2 separate regions of the Anser cygnoides genome follow, and region 1 is linked to region 2. The links are chromatin contacts, called in public Hi-C maps. All regions are on one chromosome and are shown on one strand. Each heading gives the region's core, a stretch centred on a gene start, on an enhancer-like site or on the middle of the called end of the contact. The rest is flanking DNA. Distances are from core to core; before and after follow the strand shown.

The links. Hi-C and Micro-C count contacts between places; a contact is called where the count stands out from the background.
Region 1: a Hi-C map of liver shows a contact between it and region 2, with 11 times the contacts expected there. The contact joins the enhancer-like site here to the promoter of DHRS3 in region 2. A contact is called at or near these places in 2 of 7 Hi-C or Micro-C datasets (both in liver).

The regions. Positions count from the first base shown.
Region 1 is chr23:2,852,786-2,860,228 of Taihu_goose_T2T_genome, reverse strand. The region is part of intron 10 of DHRS3 (dehydrogenase/reductase 3); the gene reads right to left. The region is part of intron 66 of VPS13D (vacuolar protein sorting 13 homolog D); the gene reads left to right. Among named protein-coding and RNA genes, the nearest start is that of DHRS3, 65 kb to the right of the region's middle. Within about 2 kb of position 5,003, at least 3 of the 3 cell types and tissues checked have open chromatin away from gene starts, as enhancers often do. A contact at or near this core is called in liver, where this site is marked.
Region 2 is chr23:2,785,783-2,793,373 of Taihu_goose_T2T_genome, reverse strand. It overlaps DHRS3 (dehydrogenase/reductase 3), which reads right to left and starts at 1,595. Exons shown (of 11, transcript XR_010826411.1): 1 at 1,371-1,595.

The DNA of each region.
Region 1 (7,443 bases), core at 3,754-6,253, 63 kb before region 2:
ATCCTTGAAGTTAAGCAAGTCTGGTTTTGTGCCCCCACATTTCGCATCAGTAGACACTTCTGTTTACTTGGTTATTTTCTGTTACCAGTCTCACCTGCTCAGTATTACTCTGTTAGGTATTAAATTTATCATTGGTAACTTTCTGTTATTCTGTTGCGAGATCCTGTTCAGTTCTTCAAATGTCCACTCTTGTTGTGTGGGTGAATGTAGATTTTCTTGTGGTGGAAGTAGTTCCTCAGACTGGAGCTCCGCACTTGTTCAGTATGGATACTTTTATCTCAGAACTTGAGAATTTGATTTTTTTTTCTTGAAAATGCATTTCTCAGCTCTATTAGTTTCTTAACTAGAAAAAGACACTAACCCAGCATCTAATCACCTAAAATTACTTCACCTTCAAATCAGACTACCCTTAAGAATGAGTACAAAACAGCCCTCTATTCCTTTCTGCCTATTCAAAGAGTTCTTACTGATGTGATGTGAGCAACTAATGTGACTAATGGGGATTTCTGTCAGAAAAGTCTGAAATAACGATTGTGTTTGCCTGTAAGTGGAATCCTGTCAAGACTGCCTTGGATATTCACTCCACCTATTTCCCTGTAAAGCTCTGTTGAAGGATTTCAAGCGATTGGGGCATCTCAGTTACTCCTGTTTCTGGAATATCTAAAGCCTTGAGAAGTGGGGATGGAGTGCACTGGCAGCCCCTATTTCACTGTGTTTCTGTATCTCTACATACTCATACAGTGACTAAGAAATCAATCTTTGGGTAATAAAGCTTGTTTTTCAAGAAAGAAAAGTGTAATTTGCAGAGTGATAAGTACCTTCTTTTGCCTTTTCGTTCTGTCTGAGTCCAGGAAGGAAGGATAGTAGAGAGAAACCCAGGAATTTCTGTATGTGAGAAAGAAATGCACTGGCTGTTACTGGACTGGTGGGTGGCCAGGGGGGCTTTTTTTCCCCCTCTGTTTCTTTGCTCCCTCCTTCAGGATTGACAGACTGGGCTGCCTTTCTCCTCTAGGACAAATTGCTAAGGAATAATTACTTGGGAGCACAGCCTGTGTTCTGCACAGTAAAGCAGAATTTGCTATGCAGGGCTGAAGAAAACAGTTCTGATGCATGCAGGTTTTTTTTAATCCACAGGGTATAGTTAAAAGAAGGGGAAACCTTTAAAACATTCAGGTTGCTTAATCTTATTATATTGTAGGGTTTATAATTCTAGAACCGCATGTATAAAAATGTCAGTTAATTTCCAGAACAATACACGGTTCATTTTCTGAAAGCACTGTTAGCTGCTTAGCACCCAAAAGAAGCTCAGATGATGCAAAGAATCCAAACTCTGCATGAACATATCCTTCTCGCTTTCCTTTTTAGTGGGATGAATGGACATAAATTGGTACCAGCTGTAAAACCAAACTATAATGCCTCGTTATGCACTGCTGCAAATACCTTTACATTTAAATAGTATTTCGAGGAGGTTATTGCTAGATATATGTGTTACTAGGTATCATGTAAAATGCATTTGGAATAGTTGTGAAATCAGTTGTCTTTACAGGCAGTTGTCTCTGTCCCCTTTTTTGAACTTGACCCAATTTAACTATTCTGAAGGAGTGGGAGAATAAAACCAGCGTTTGGATGCATGGCATCTACCTAACGCTTCATTAATATTGGATAGATGTGGTCACTTTCACATCTGCTGTGTATGAATGTTTTTAGTAATAGGAGGTTTTGGGGGCGTTGGGGAAAGCAATTACAGGCTTGTGTTAGGCGATGTTTAATTGTACAGGTCTCACATTCAGCATCTATTACACATGATTAGCCTCTGGAGCCTGCAAGCTAGAATGAGCAGCAGGGCCTGACCTGAGGTAGGTAAACTTGACAGCAAACATCTTACCTATTTTTAAAATGACACTTCTTCAAACTGGAGGATTAGAGTTGCTGAGGTTGTTCATTAGACCTCCCATTTGCATTTCACTTCTGATTTTTGTGTACCATATGTATTTGCAGAGTTCTAGATGCTTTACATTCCAGTAGGTAGTGCTAACCTTTACTTAAGCATTGTGTAACTTCCTTCTGTTTAAAGCCTTCTGCTCTGCCATGACAGAATGTATTCCTACTCTTAAAACCGAGTGAAAGATTGTTTTAAAGAAAACTGTGTGGTCACTGGCTTCTCCACCGGTAACGCTTCTGTTAACATTAAAAAGGGAGACTTTATGGGTGCCTGAACTGTAATTCTTAAGACCAGTGTCTCTTTTTTTAAGTAAGAAATATTTTTCCACTAAAACGTCAGTGTTTAACTTGACATTTAAGGACAGAAAGATACCCTGACTGCATACATGCTGTTGGCTAAGGGACAGAAAGGGACAGAAGCACAGGAAAGGAATGTTGCGAGGGGAGAACATGTGAATGAAAGTAGAAAACATTAAAGTGAATAGTGCTGGGTAGATAACAGAGCATGAAATGTGAAATTGTGTTTTGCTTTTCAGATGTCTGTTCATGGTTATCAACAAATAGTTTCAAAAAGATAAATGAATACAAAGTTCTTATTGTGATAGTCCCCACAGAGCCGAAAGACTGGCTAGCACCTTGATAACTTACAGCTAGGGGTAAGTATGTGTCCATCACTGGTCAAACAGTCCAGCACTGAGTGGAGCACATAGCTTTTGCCTTAAACAAAAGAGCGTTCCTGTGGCTGGGATCAGAACAGGAACAAGGTTAGGCTTCATTTCACAGAGTACAATAACTGGTTTTGAAAACATACGCGTTTGCGAGGAAAAAGCATTATATTGTATTAGACCAGTCTGGTAGGAAAAGAGACAGCTAAAAATCAACATCATGGGTACGCGATGTCCTTTTACCCTTCTCTTTGGGACAGGCAGACTTTTACAACAGGTAAATATCTTTACTGGTTTAGGTTATATGTCAGGTACGGTCGTGTAGGCCTGGTGTAGCCCATCAGAAATATAAGCAATTTTACAAAGCTTCTTCTGAAAAGAGCTGATAAATCCCTTGCTGGATTTGCCACAGATTTATTCTACCACTTACACTTTAAGTGGCAGTTAAGAGGACTGGATTCAGTCTACAAAATGAAATTCCTATACTGTGTGTCCACTAGTATTTAGCTATTAACTTAATTTCCATAGGATTTTAAACTAATTGAATGCAAAGATACACACTGAAAAGAATCCATGTAGACAGGGAGAAAAAATTAGTTCCTTAGAAATATTTGTATTTCTACAGCCTCCATATTTTGCCCAATTACCTTATGTTTCATTTCAGCAAATGCTTTCAAACAACACCACCAAAAAGTAAAAGGAACATTTAACTGTGTTGTATGTTTCCTATTTTCTGGCATTCCCGTTTTTGTTTTTTTTAGATCCTTCCTTATTCAGAAAGCCCTCTGCTAAATGGTACCTCTGTTTCAGTGTATTCTAGGCAATAGTTGTTGATTTTAAACTATTATGCAGAGCTGCAGACTTAACTAGTCTGCAAGGATGCAAATCTGTGCAAAAGTATCTCCTCAAATGGAATTGGAGAGGCTTTGAAAAAAAAGTTAATGTGTTAGTATCAGCAGAACAAGCTAAAAAGTCTACAAAGACCAGGCAATAAAGTACTCACAATTTCCATTCACAGATCTACTTGCTTAGAATTAGGTGGGATGTTAAAAGCCATATATGCACCAGAAATGGACAAAAACTTTATTCAAAACAGACGCGTCTCTTGGAATGCATCAGGACAAATCATCAGACTGCATTAAACCAGTCGGACTCGATCCCCAGAATTGAAAACATTTAATGCACGTTCTGTGGGTTTTTATAATGTCTTTTGGACATGTTATGAGTATTTTCAGTTCATAAAAATAGTAGAAAAGATGAAACTGGTGTTAATGTAATAGGAATATAGCATTTGTTTATTTACTAAAGCACAAATGGCACGAACTGCTCGCCAACGCAGTGGCTTTATGACCTCGTGTCGTGAAATACCTGCTGGTTGTGCCAGAAGGGTGAAGTCTGGTACAGCAGGTCTAGGGCAGCTTTCTGGGAATAAGTTTTACTGGTCTTGTACTGCTGAAGGTAAGCATAGATATTTTCAGTACATGGATACCTTTTATTATACCCATAATCACTAAGAGTCACTGTGGTTTTCCATGTATGTGTTTCTGTTGGATGTATTTGGAATACTATCTTTCAGGTTGTCTTTCCAGTCACTTTCACTCCAAATGATTTTGCCTTGCATCACTTTAAAGGTTTCTTTACAGCCTTCATTTCATGTCCTGTATCAAGTGTCCTTTAATTACCACAGTAATAAAGCTTTGAGGGGAGAGTATATTCAAAAGTAGACTGTTCCCATTCCAAGACCAAACATGAAGACGTAGCAAATGCCTGTGAAAGTCTTCTCTACATCTGTACTTCCAGTAGTTGTGTGTTATAAGAATTACTTCCCACTAATTCCTACCAAGCACAAATATCATGGCAGCAGGTTCTCAGAGGTAAGTTTAGAATGACAGAAATATTAGAAAATGCCAATGGACAGGTAGTGCTGTTTGCACTGACAGGTTTTATTTTCAAATTGAAGATGCAGCATTGCTGTAAAATTAATACTGTTTCTAGGCAGTATTTTAAGCCAGATTAGTTTAGGTTCATAGTTATGTGGTAATTACAGGCTTACTTGAAAGCAAGTGACCTTGCGACAAGGTATGTGCTAACATACTGTTAGCCTGTTTACCTGCTACTAGACAGACTTTCTTTCCTTTGTCATTAATAGTGAGGTTTTATGTTCAGTACTAGTCCAGAGTCTGTATATGGGAGCCCAGGGCCTGCTGGGATAGGGTTTTACACTTGTGCTGTCCTTTTGCCCTTCCACTGAACTCTTTTCATTTCAGTCATGAGCAAACAGTCAGTGCCTGAACTAACAACCCTGCAATCCTCCAAAGCACGCCTCGCTTACAGTACCAAACAAAGGGAGGCCCGCGTGGGCCGGCCCAAGCCAAGGAATGCAGCTTCGGGGTTCTGCTCCATAAATTTAACCAGCACGACAAAAAGGAGATAATATGAGCCTTCGTGATGATCTGAAAGGGGGAGGTTTGTGTCCCATTGATTGCGGTCTGGCCTATTGCCAGGCCCCGAGCCTGACCGACAGTTGAACCATATCGTTAAGGCGTGTAATACAGCTCAAGTCTTGTACAGCAGCCAATGAGTACATATCCAGAGGGCAAAAGTTTATAAAGAGTTGAGGCTGTCCTGTTTAACCCTCTCACACTGCATGTAATATATACTGCTGCCATTCAGAAATAGTCACATTGCTATTAAAAATGTAAACTTTCAACTTTCTTTACTTGGAAAAAATACATATGTGTCCGATTTCTAATGTGCAGCAGATTTATAAAGTGATCTGAGAAAAATATGTAAAACTGATCCTTTAAAAAAAAAAAAATCCAACCCACTTTTTTTCAGTACTTTATCCATGGAGTTAGTTACTTTTGTGTTCAGAGATGTCTTCTGGGTTGTTATGCAAACTCTTTCATACAGATGGAGCTATTTATTGCCTTGATGTCACCTCATTTAGCATGGGGTTGGTATTTTTATAGATAATTTTTTCACCTAATGTTGCTGTTAACATGTGGAACGCTCTTTATCAGTTTTGTGAGCACCAGCCAGTTGATTTAAGTTATTCTTGCAACTCTTAACTTTAAAGATCAAAACAAACTTTCTGAGGAGCTTTATCACTTAGTGAAGTTTGTTCTAGCAGACTTTGCCGTTCCTGTTGCAACACCAGTTGTACTGACTGAAAAGTATATGAAGGAGGGTGTGAAGAGAAAAAGCATAGGGCCAACATAGTTAGTTTCACATAGTTCTTCATGCACAACTAGCAGGTTAATGTTGAGCAGGAGCCAGTGGTTTGCTTTCTCCCTGAAAGAGGATTTGCTTTCCCAAAAAAACAGCAGTACAAACAATACGGTATCATTTCTTCAGTAAGGCAAGTTCGGCTCTTGTTCAGATTAGGTGTTTGCAAGAACGCCCTGCTAAGAACTGCATCTTTTGTATGGGAGCATTCATCAACACCTTGGTGAGACAGGAAACTTCAAGGTGAGAACTCTAGTAATACTGTTCTGCAATCAATACAGGAAGAGCCCATGATAAATTGCAAACTGAGAATGCAATGTTACCTTTTTTTCTATGTGTAAAGGTTGATGATATCAAAGTGCTTGAAAAAGTATTAAGTTTGTCACACTGTTACGTAGTCAGAGGTGGAGAAGTACCAAAGGTTGAACACTGGTTGATGCACAACTGTGGTTAAGTGCCATGCAGTTGTCCAGTATACAAGCACATGTAAATTACATATGCAGCTCGTGGATTTCTAACATGGATGTTTTAATAATGTGTCATTTCGGTGAGTATATCTGCTGCTCCCCATTTATAAGGAAGTGATTCCTGATGTCTTAATTTCTTCTCACTTCCTTTTGAACTTGGAGCCTGAAGAGGTTCTACGCAATCATAATCCCAATGAATAGTATTCGGTTTTGGTTTGATGTTGTACACAAAAGAAAGGGGGGAGGGGAGAAAATAGCTCCATCTCAAAGAAGTTGGCAGGAACAGCCGATATGATAAACAGTTACTTCTTCAGCATGCTGCAGCTCTCTGAAAAGCATATTGGGTCAGATAAAGGTCTTCAGTATCTGAGCTGGTAGATCCCTCAAAAGAGGAGGGATTTGACTGTAACTGGGAGGTTTTAACCCTAGGCACCATTTATTTGCATGTTTCTGCCTGAAACTAGCATTTTGGGAACACATTTAACAAGTACAATATATTCCATGTATTTGCTGGAATAAACGGTGCATATAAGCTTCCTCAGATATGCAGTCAGCAGGGAGCTGTCTGGCTCATGATTTTACACATTCTTGCATCTAACTGAGATATTCTAATGCCAAATCCAGTACTCAGACTGCACTGCGTGCATATTTGTAACACACCTTAAAAGTATCTGTGTCTCAGTTGGTGAATGAATGCTATCACAGATCTGTGCCAACTCTCTGGGTTTCTGGTGGCAGATTTTTCCAAGAAATCATCTGCCTATTGGGAACTGCACCCCTAAAGCCCAACACAGGGAAGTGGGCAACTTACTTACGAGTAGGAGATATACTATTACCATTTGCTGGTACAGTCACAATGAAAACGTGAAAGCTAGATTGTCATAAAGTTCTCTGAAACTGGGCCCAAGTCATGTAATGTTTGCATTCTCAGATGCAGAGAACACATGGTTAACAACTAATGCTCTCTGTCCCTTTATGCTCAGTAAACGTGGAGCACATTCCTGCTTATTGCCGTGGTGCAATATTTGAAACAAAGTACATGTAAGTATATCAATAAGGAATCATGGAAATGGTGGATTTTTACTATTTTGCAAAAGTATGATAGGAAGTACAGGCCTTACCAGAAATGGCATACATTTGCT
Region 2 (7,591 bases), core at 346-2,845:
TCAGCTCCCCAGCTCCTCTTGGCCCATGTCAGTTAGGGCTGACTACCATTGTTCAGCTTGCAGCTGAACTGTAGCTAAGCAGCTCCTGAATTAGCTGGTGAAATGGTGGCACTTTAATACTCAGCTTAGCATAGCAACCAACCGGGCTAAATAAATAAATAATGAAGCACGGTATTCTACCAGATAATGTAAATACACTTTCAGCAAATTGCTGGGGTCCAAAGGTCAGTCAACTTGTTTGTTCTGTCTCCAAGAATTTGTAAATCTCAACATGATGTTTAAACACAAGCATATACAAACATCAAAGTTCAATGCTGACATATTTTACGCCTCAAAGTTGTACACCAGAACAGCTCCATATAGAAACCACATATAGAAAACTTTAGTGCATGTATAAGGAAATGACAAAACCCTATCCTCAACTAAATGCATATTCTTCTTTAAATATTCCCCCATTCTGCATTTTTCTTCTGCTTTATTCTGTATTTGCTTCTATTCATCCTCTCTCACGTGCTGTAGTATTTATGCAGCTGTCTAATTTCACATGATTCCTCCATTCCATTACCCCTAAATGGGGGTAAAGAGGAAACTTGAAAACTCAAATCTTGCCTCAGGGCATTTTTTATTTTATTTTATTTTAATTATTCCCGAATGATTCACGCATAGGGGGACACCTGTAGTTATGAAAGCACAGCATTTCAAGGTGAATGGCAGTTCCTGAGCTAGAGAATGGGCACACCAGCTACACTGACATTTCTAGGCTGCAGCGCAGACAGACCGTTCTCCCAGCCCCTCTCCTTTCCCAAAGGAAACGGGCGAACAAACTCCCAGCTCACGCTCACGCTGTGCTTTTCTTCCTTGCTGGGCCAGCATTCACCTTACCTTTGAACAGCTCGGGGCTGGCAGAAAGCAAAACACAAGGGACTTCAGAAACCACTTTGCACGTGGCAAAGCATTAGGGTGAAGCTGAACTCTCCTCCCCCCGTTCCCCAAAGCGGGCACCCCCCCGGGGCGGGCAGCAGGGCCCTCCCCGTGCCCCCCTCCGGCCGACGCGCCCGGGGGACGGCAGGCTGCAGGGGGGGGTACCCCGCGCGGGGGCCCCCTTCTCACCTTCACGTTTTCTTAGCCGAGGTGCGGCGAGCCAGGATGCAGAGGAGGAGGAGTGGGCAACTTCCGAAACGCGAGGCTCGGCACCGGCTCGGCAGCGCTACACCCAGCGCCCCCCTTCTCCCCTCTCTGTCCGTTTGAACGCGATCCCGGCAGGCCCACCCCGAGGTGGGGGCACGGGCTGCAGCCCCCGGGCCGGAGGCTCCCCAGCAGAGCAGCAGGTGGCCGCTTCCTTCCCCCATCCCCTCCGGGTGGATGCTCACCTTCCTGGCTCCTCGCCTCGCGAACTCCCTGGCCAGGTGGCGGCCGATGCCCCGGCCCCCGCCGGTGATGAGCACGCTCTCCCCGGACAGGTCCCGGAGCTTGGGCGGCAGCACCGCGCACACGGCAGCTTTCACCACCAAATAAACCATCTGCACGGGGAACAGCAGCAAAGCGCCCAGCCATTTCCAAATCATCCTCTTCTTCCAGGCAAGCCAGGAAGGCAAAATTCTCTTCCAACCCTTCACAGAACCAAGTTAAGAGAGAAAGAAAACCACTACCCTTCATGCACCCCCGGATGGGCGACAAGTCTTCAGCCCCCTTCCGAAACGTGGGGGGCAACGGATTCTTGGACTGGAAAAATCCTTCTCTTCCCCTAAAAAATCGGGGTAGGAGCAGAACAGCGCAGAAGACCAAGTCACTCCCCTGCTTCTTGATCGATGTCCTTTGGGATTGTCACATGCAGGTAGAACGGTTTCCTCGCTGTATAACTGGGAGACAGCTTTTTTCTTTTTTTTTTTTAATTAAAGAGAGAGAAAAAAAAAAGTAAAATTAAAAGTAACCATACATCCCTCCGTTTCAAAGACTGTCACAAAAATCCAGTATCCAAGTGGAAGGTTTTATACTTGGAAAAATAAAATAAAGCAGCCTATGTCTCCAAATTTCAGCCTGCAGTGCCTTCCAGGCAGCTCATTTCTATTCTTAGACTCAGGAAATTGCTTAAATAAGACAGAATTGCCAGGACTTTCTTTTTAAGAAAGGGTCTATTCAGGGTAAGGTTGTTGTTTTTGTTTTAATATCTATAAATATCTCCAGACGTCCTGTCCTGAGCCGGCTGCAGAGGGTGAGCTGATAACCGCCTCTCTCTGCCCCCTCTCCCGGGTTTCGCACTCGGAGGCTCCGTGACCACAGAGCAGGAATTATGCCGTGCACTATTTCAGCTCTGGCTCTTACTCATTTCTCCCTATTGCTCTCTCTGCCTATCACAGCCGCCGCGCCGGGGAGGTTTTATACCCCATTAAGCCTGATTGACAGTTAAAGTGTCGGGGAGATTTCACTACTGTTCCTGTGAGTGGCTGGCTTTGCTCTCCCCTCCCCCAGCGCGGTCTCGGAGCCGCCGCACGGCGCCCGCAGCCGGGACGGCCGCGCCGCAGCCGGCGGGCAGGGGCTGGGGCCGGGCCGGCTGCGGGCTGGGGCTGGGGTCGGGGCCGGCTGCCGGTCGGGACGGCTGTGGGTCGGGGTTGGGGTCGGGGTGGCTGCGGGACGGGGCTGGTTGAGGCCGGGGCTGGGGTCGGGGCCGGCCGCGGCCGCAGCGCGCGCCCGCCTCTGACAGGAACCTCCTCTGTTCCTCCCTGACAGGAACGCGGCAGAGGAGGGTGCTGGGGTTTGACGTGAGCCCAGGAGGGGGGGAAAAAAAAAAGTGCCAGGAGCGGTCAGGGTTAAGGCTGAGTTCAAAGGAGCCATCTGTGCCTTGCGAGCTCCGGGAGAGAACTGCTTGCCCAGGTTAAGTTGGTGTTGATGGGAAAAGTTATTGCAGCCCTAGAGTGCTGGGCTCACTCCAGCCTAGGCTGATAATCATCAACATCTATTACCACTGAACCAGCGTGTCTACGGACAGCATGACAACTCATGGATTTTCCAAACTGGAAGATGCTTACGTTGCTGAAAACTGGTGATTGGTACCTTCAGTAGCGGGGCAATGAAAAAAGCAGGCTCCGACCGAAGCAGGGAGACGTGCTTTCTCACATCAAAGGGTGTTTTTCTGCTCTCCTTTTCCAGGACTTTTGTCCAGATATGAGGGCATAATTGCAACACAAGGTCTCCATAGCACTTCGAAACTATGTTGTAACAGGAGAAAGGGCAAAGCGTGTTGCAACCAGGTCCCCCGACTCGTTTGTTTGCACTGTTAGGCATTAGGTAGGTAGGTAAGTTATATATTTAGCTGTCCTGCTTAAACTTTTCTCGGGAGGATCTAAGTGCGCATTTGAACTGAGAGCTGCTCACTCCACAGTTACTGGTTGTGGCAGCAATCAGAAATAGTCTGAAATGTCAAGTTGTCAGGATGTCAGAAGATGCTCAAATATGTCAAACCTCACATTGTTGTCTTCTCAGTCGTGCTAGGAAGAGCTTTGCTTTTATGACTGAATATGTTACTAAGAAGGTGCCCAAATGAATCCAATCCCAAGTTACTTCAGGAGGTCTGAATATATATCCACTATCCTGGGAAGCCATCTAGTGGTAAAAACTAGAATTACTGAAGAATGACAATTGAAAGATTCTCAAACTTTGAATTCATCTGTAATTTGCTAAAGGACCATTGCAACGGAAGTGTGCGAGTCTAAACATCTCTATATAGGCAGCAAAGTTATATTATACGACCAAGAGATGAGAGTTAGGAAGCTAAATCCCTTTGAAAATAAATTCTTTTTCTGCTTCAGAATCAAACATTTTTGAAATGGTCATAGTTCAAAGTGGCCATGTAACAGAGTGTTCAAGGGTTGTTTGGTAACAAAAATAAGAACAACTGAGTTTTTTGTTCTACCTACATTCAAAACTCATCTCATACCTGGTTCTTTTAACACATAATATGAGCAATATCATAATCTCTTGAATTTCAGCTCTGTTGAAACTTCCACATAAGTTTTCAGAAGTGAAAAAAAAAAAAAAGAGAAACTTGCACAGTTCTTACCTTTAAATGCCAGTTTACCTTATATGAAGTAAGCCATAGGACTCTCAGAGCGTCATCATAGTGTCAGGAGAGAGGTTTCTGGAGAGAAGAAATTGAACCATTCTAACTGGAAACTGCAAGTCTGTACAGATTTTCAGGATCAGGTGGTGTTCCCTAACTTAGCTGCATCTGAAATAACCAGAGCTGTGAGAATTTCCATTGCCGCTTGGGCAGCATTTAGCACCTCTGTGTGTTTTTACAGTAATACCTTTAGAAAGGGAGCTGGGGGAGGCACCTGGCATTACAATTTTCCTCTCAGTCCAAAAACTCTGAAGGGGAGAGAGAAATTACACAGAGAGCCTAGTGTCTGGTTTAAACAGGAATGACTCAGTGTCTGGACTGGTAACAAATATAACAACTTTCTGGGATGGAAATAAGAAGCAGCCTTAAAAATGAAGGGATATGAAGTTTGAGAAAGTAAGTTGGATTTTTTGATTCCTGAGACCATTAACTTTATTTTTTCTGCATAAATCTCTACAAATACATTTAAAATAGAAAAGTCAGCAATATTATACCATAGGACTATGTTCAGATTAAACAACAAAGTTAATTATTCATTTCAAACATTTGCAGGTTCTTTGATGCCAATGGGACTAGTCATGTGAATATTTATTTCTTGTATCTGTTTCCTGCTTGAATAATATTCTAAAATGTATCAGAGGTGTTACTATTATTATTATTATTTTCATTCATTGGGATTATTTTCATTCATTAGGATTTTTTTCATTCATTAGGATTTTGGTTTATTGAGTGATGTGAAAAGTTGCTCCAACATTTGGAGTTGGAATAAAAAGACAAATCTACATATTTAACGTGAAGTATTTTTCCAACCTGACCTTCAAATTTCAGTGAACATATGAACTATTTTACTGGTTTACTACTTTACCTTAGATTTACCTTGACCAGAAGTTTCTACATTACACAAGTGCACAAGAGCAAGAAAGAAAAGCAGACTTATAGTAAAACTGAAGTTACTGCATCTTGCCTGTAATTTATATGGTGAAAAATATATGCAAGTCATTTTAAAATTCACTTAACTGAAAAATCAGAAAGCTTGAAATTGTACATGTGCTGAGAACAGCTGAGGTTTGTCCACTTCAACTGCAGTTCCATTCTGAAATGTGGCAAAAGATTAGTATTCTGGGATTTCACCTGATTGTTGTACAGTAACCATTACACTCCTGTTTGGCAAGAGATCTTTTTTCCAAACTGTCACCTTTACAAATCTAACATATGTTTTTGTTCAAAAAGTTCATCTTTGTTGGTGAAACCTTACAAACTATACCTTCAGTTAGGTTTGATTATTCAAATTGCTTTCAGTAAATGTCTACAGGTGCAAACAGACACTTGGTACGTACCTTTGTTGATGGAAATGAAGATCTGTCACATTGCAGCAGTGGTTCCTAATTGTAATTTTAAAGTCATCCCAAAATGAATTCCTTCCATGTTCTTACTCAGAAGTCCTTAACCAGTGTGCTGGAGCATTCAATAAGCAGGCCTGTTAACTTCGTAAAATTGCATCAGTTAGTGCTATCACTTAGATGCAGAATAAAATTTCCATTTTGGATAGCTGCACAGTACCTGAACTATTTGCTCCCTGTATATTTACCCACAATATATATAAATTACAACATATATAAATTACAACAATTCTCCCCCCTCCTCTTCAGTTAAGCTATTCCCATGCCATTTTAATCTATGTTTAACTCCAGTTTGCAACAAGAGCGAGAAGTCAGTCATGTAACACCTCACAGTGGTAACTCATTCAGTTTTGACTTCTGCTCGTCTGTGTAAATTTCTGGGTTTGTACTTCTTAAGAGAAGTGTTAAAGTGTTAGGCTTTAATACACGTTTACTAATCTATTGTGAATAAATCTAGATCATACCTGAATGACTAATTTTTAGGACCAAAGCTCAAAATACGCATTTATGTTTTCTGAGTATTTAACCACAATAGTGCCTAACTGCAATAGCACCAGTGTATATTTACTAACACTCTCAGTGAGTCATAGAAGCATACTTTTTCTCACTTGCCCAGTTGTGAAGGAATAAACAGCAGTGAAAAAGCAACTTTTAGCTCCAAAACAAGTTGATGCACTCTGTATGCACATCACTTGCATAACAAAGGTCTATTTTTTTGCAGAACAAAATTTTCTGGTTCTATAAAGAGGCTCAGGTAGAGTGTTTGAATGCTTATATCTTGACTTTGCATCTGTATGGGTAGGACTCTACACTTGTTTACAGAGCCTTTGCAGCCCAGTTCCTAGTGAACTTGGAGGTAAGTTTATGCACATGAAATTGCTAAACTGCAAGAACTTTTGAAAGGAAAAGGAGCTGGAAATTAAAAGCATGTTCAAGACATGTTTGAAAGCCATTTGGGCTACTGTTTCTGTGTTTTCACTTAAATACATATACATATATATATATACATAGATTGGTAAGCAGATGTGAAAACCTCAGAACGCAGTGCATCATTGTTGCACAATGGAAAATCTGTGTTACTAGGGTGTCTAGTAGTACCAGTTTTTTACATCAGTGCAGGGTTCTTGAACATTGACAATCTATCATGGTCACAGATTAAAACTAAGCCTCCTTTAAAAAACTGAAAACCCTTTGCCAAGCAGATCTGTTTTTTGTTACATGAAGTACTGCTGTCAGATTTGGATAAATCAAGAGCTGTATTTTTGTGCTTCTTGATTTCATTCTTCCCTTGAGTTCACATTTTCCATTTGGAATGTGTCCCAGTGGTTCTATGATTTCACACTGTCCTTCTATATGCTATTAAGTATTAACAGTCTGATACTGTTGCCTTGTAAGTGGAGTTTTGCCATGGACTAAGCTCAAAGGGACCAGGTTTATGTTTAGCTTCCAGACTTGACAGAAAACAGTCTGTGTCCAGCCTTGTGTGAAAAGCTATGTTGGGATGTCTTACTGCTTTCCCTGGGTCTCACAACAAATCAGTATAGTGAATAAATACCTTACTGAATGATTCTAAGTTCAAAATGACATAACCTTTCCAAATTCAGTATGTATGAAAACAATTGTCTTTGTAAGTAGAACAGTGTTTTCAAAGCGCATGTAGGTGTTAACCTGGAATTCAGACAAAAGGATGCAAAATCAAGTAATTTCTGTCAATTGCTTAATTATTTTCTTATGTTAGATTTTATAATTTATAATAACTGCCCTTCTTTTTCTCACTTATCTTTAATTAGGAGCCAGTTTGGGTCAATCTACTAGCCTGCTTCTTCATATGAAAGACAGAACAATGAGAAATACCACATGTTAATAGGAATGGAGTGGCTACCTTGTGTTAAACTGATTAACTCATCTTACGTTCTGTTTAGTACATTTACCTCATCTTTAGGCCACACAGAATTTGCCATACCCTCTGATTAACTCCTCAGTCCTGACAAAACCTCTAAGACACACAAGGAACTAGGGAGGCAGAAGAATTAAGCCCGTAAGGCTGTCAAAATTAGAGAAGGAGTTTATTGTT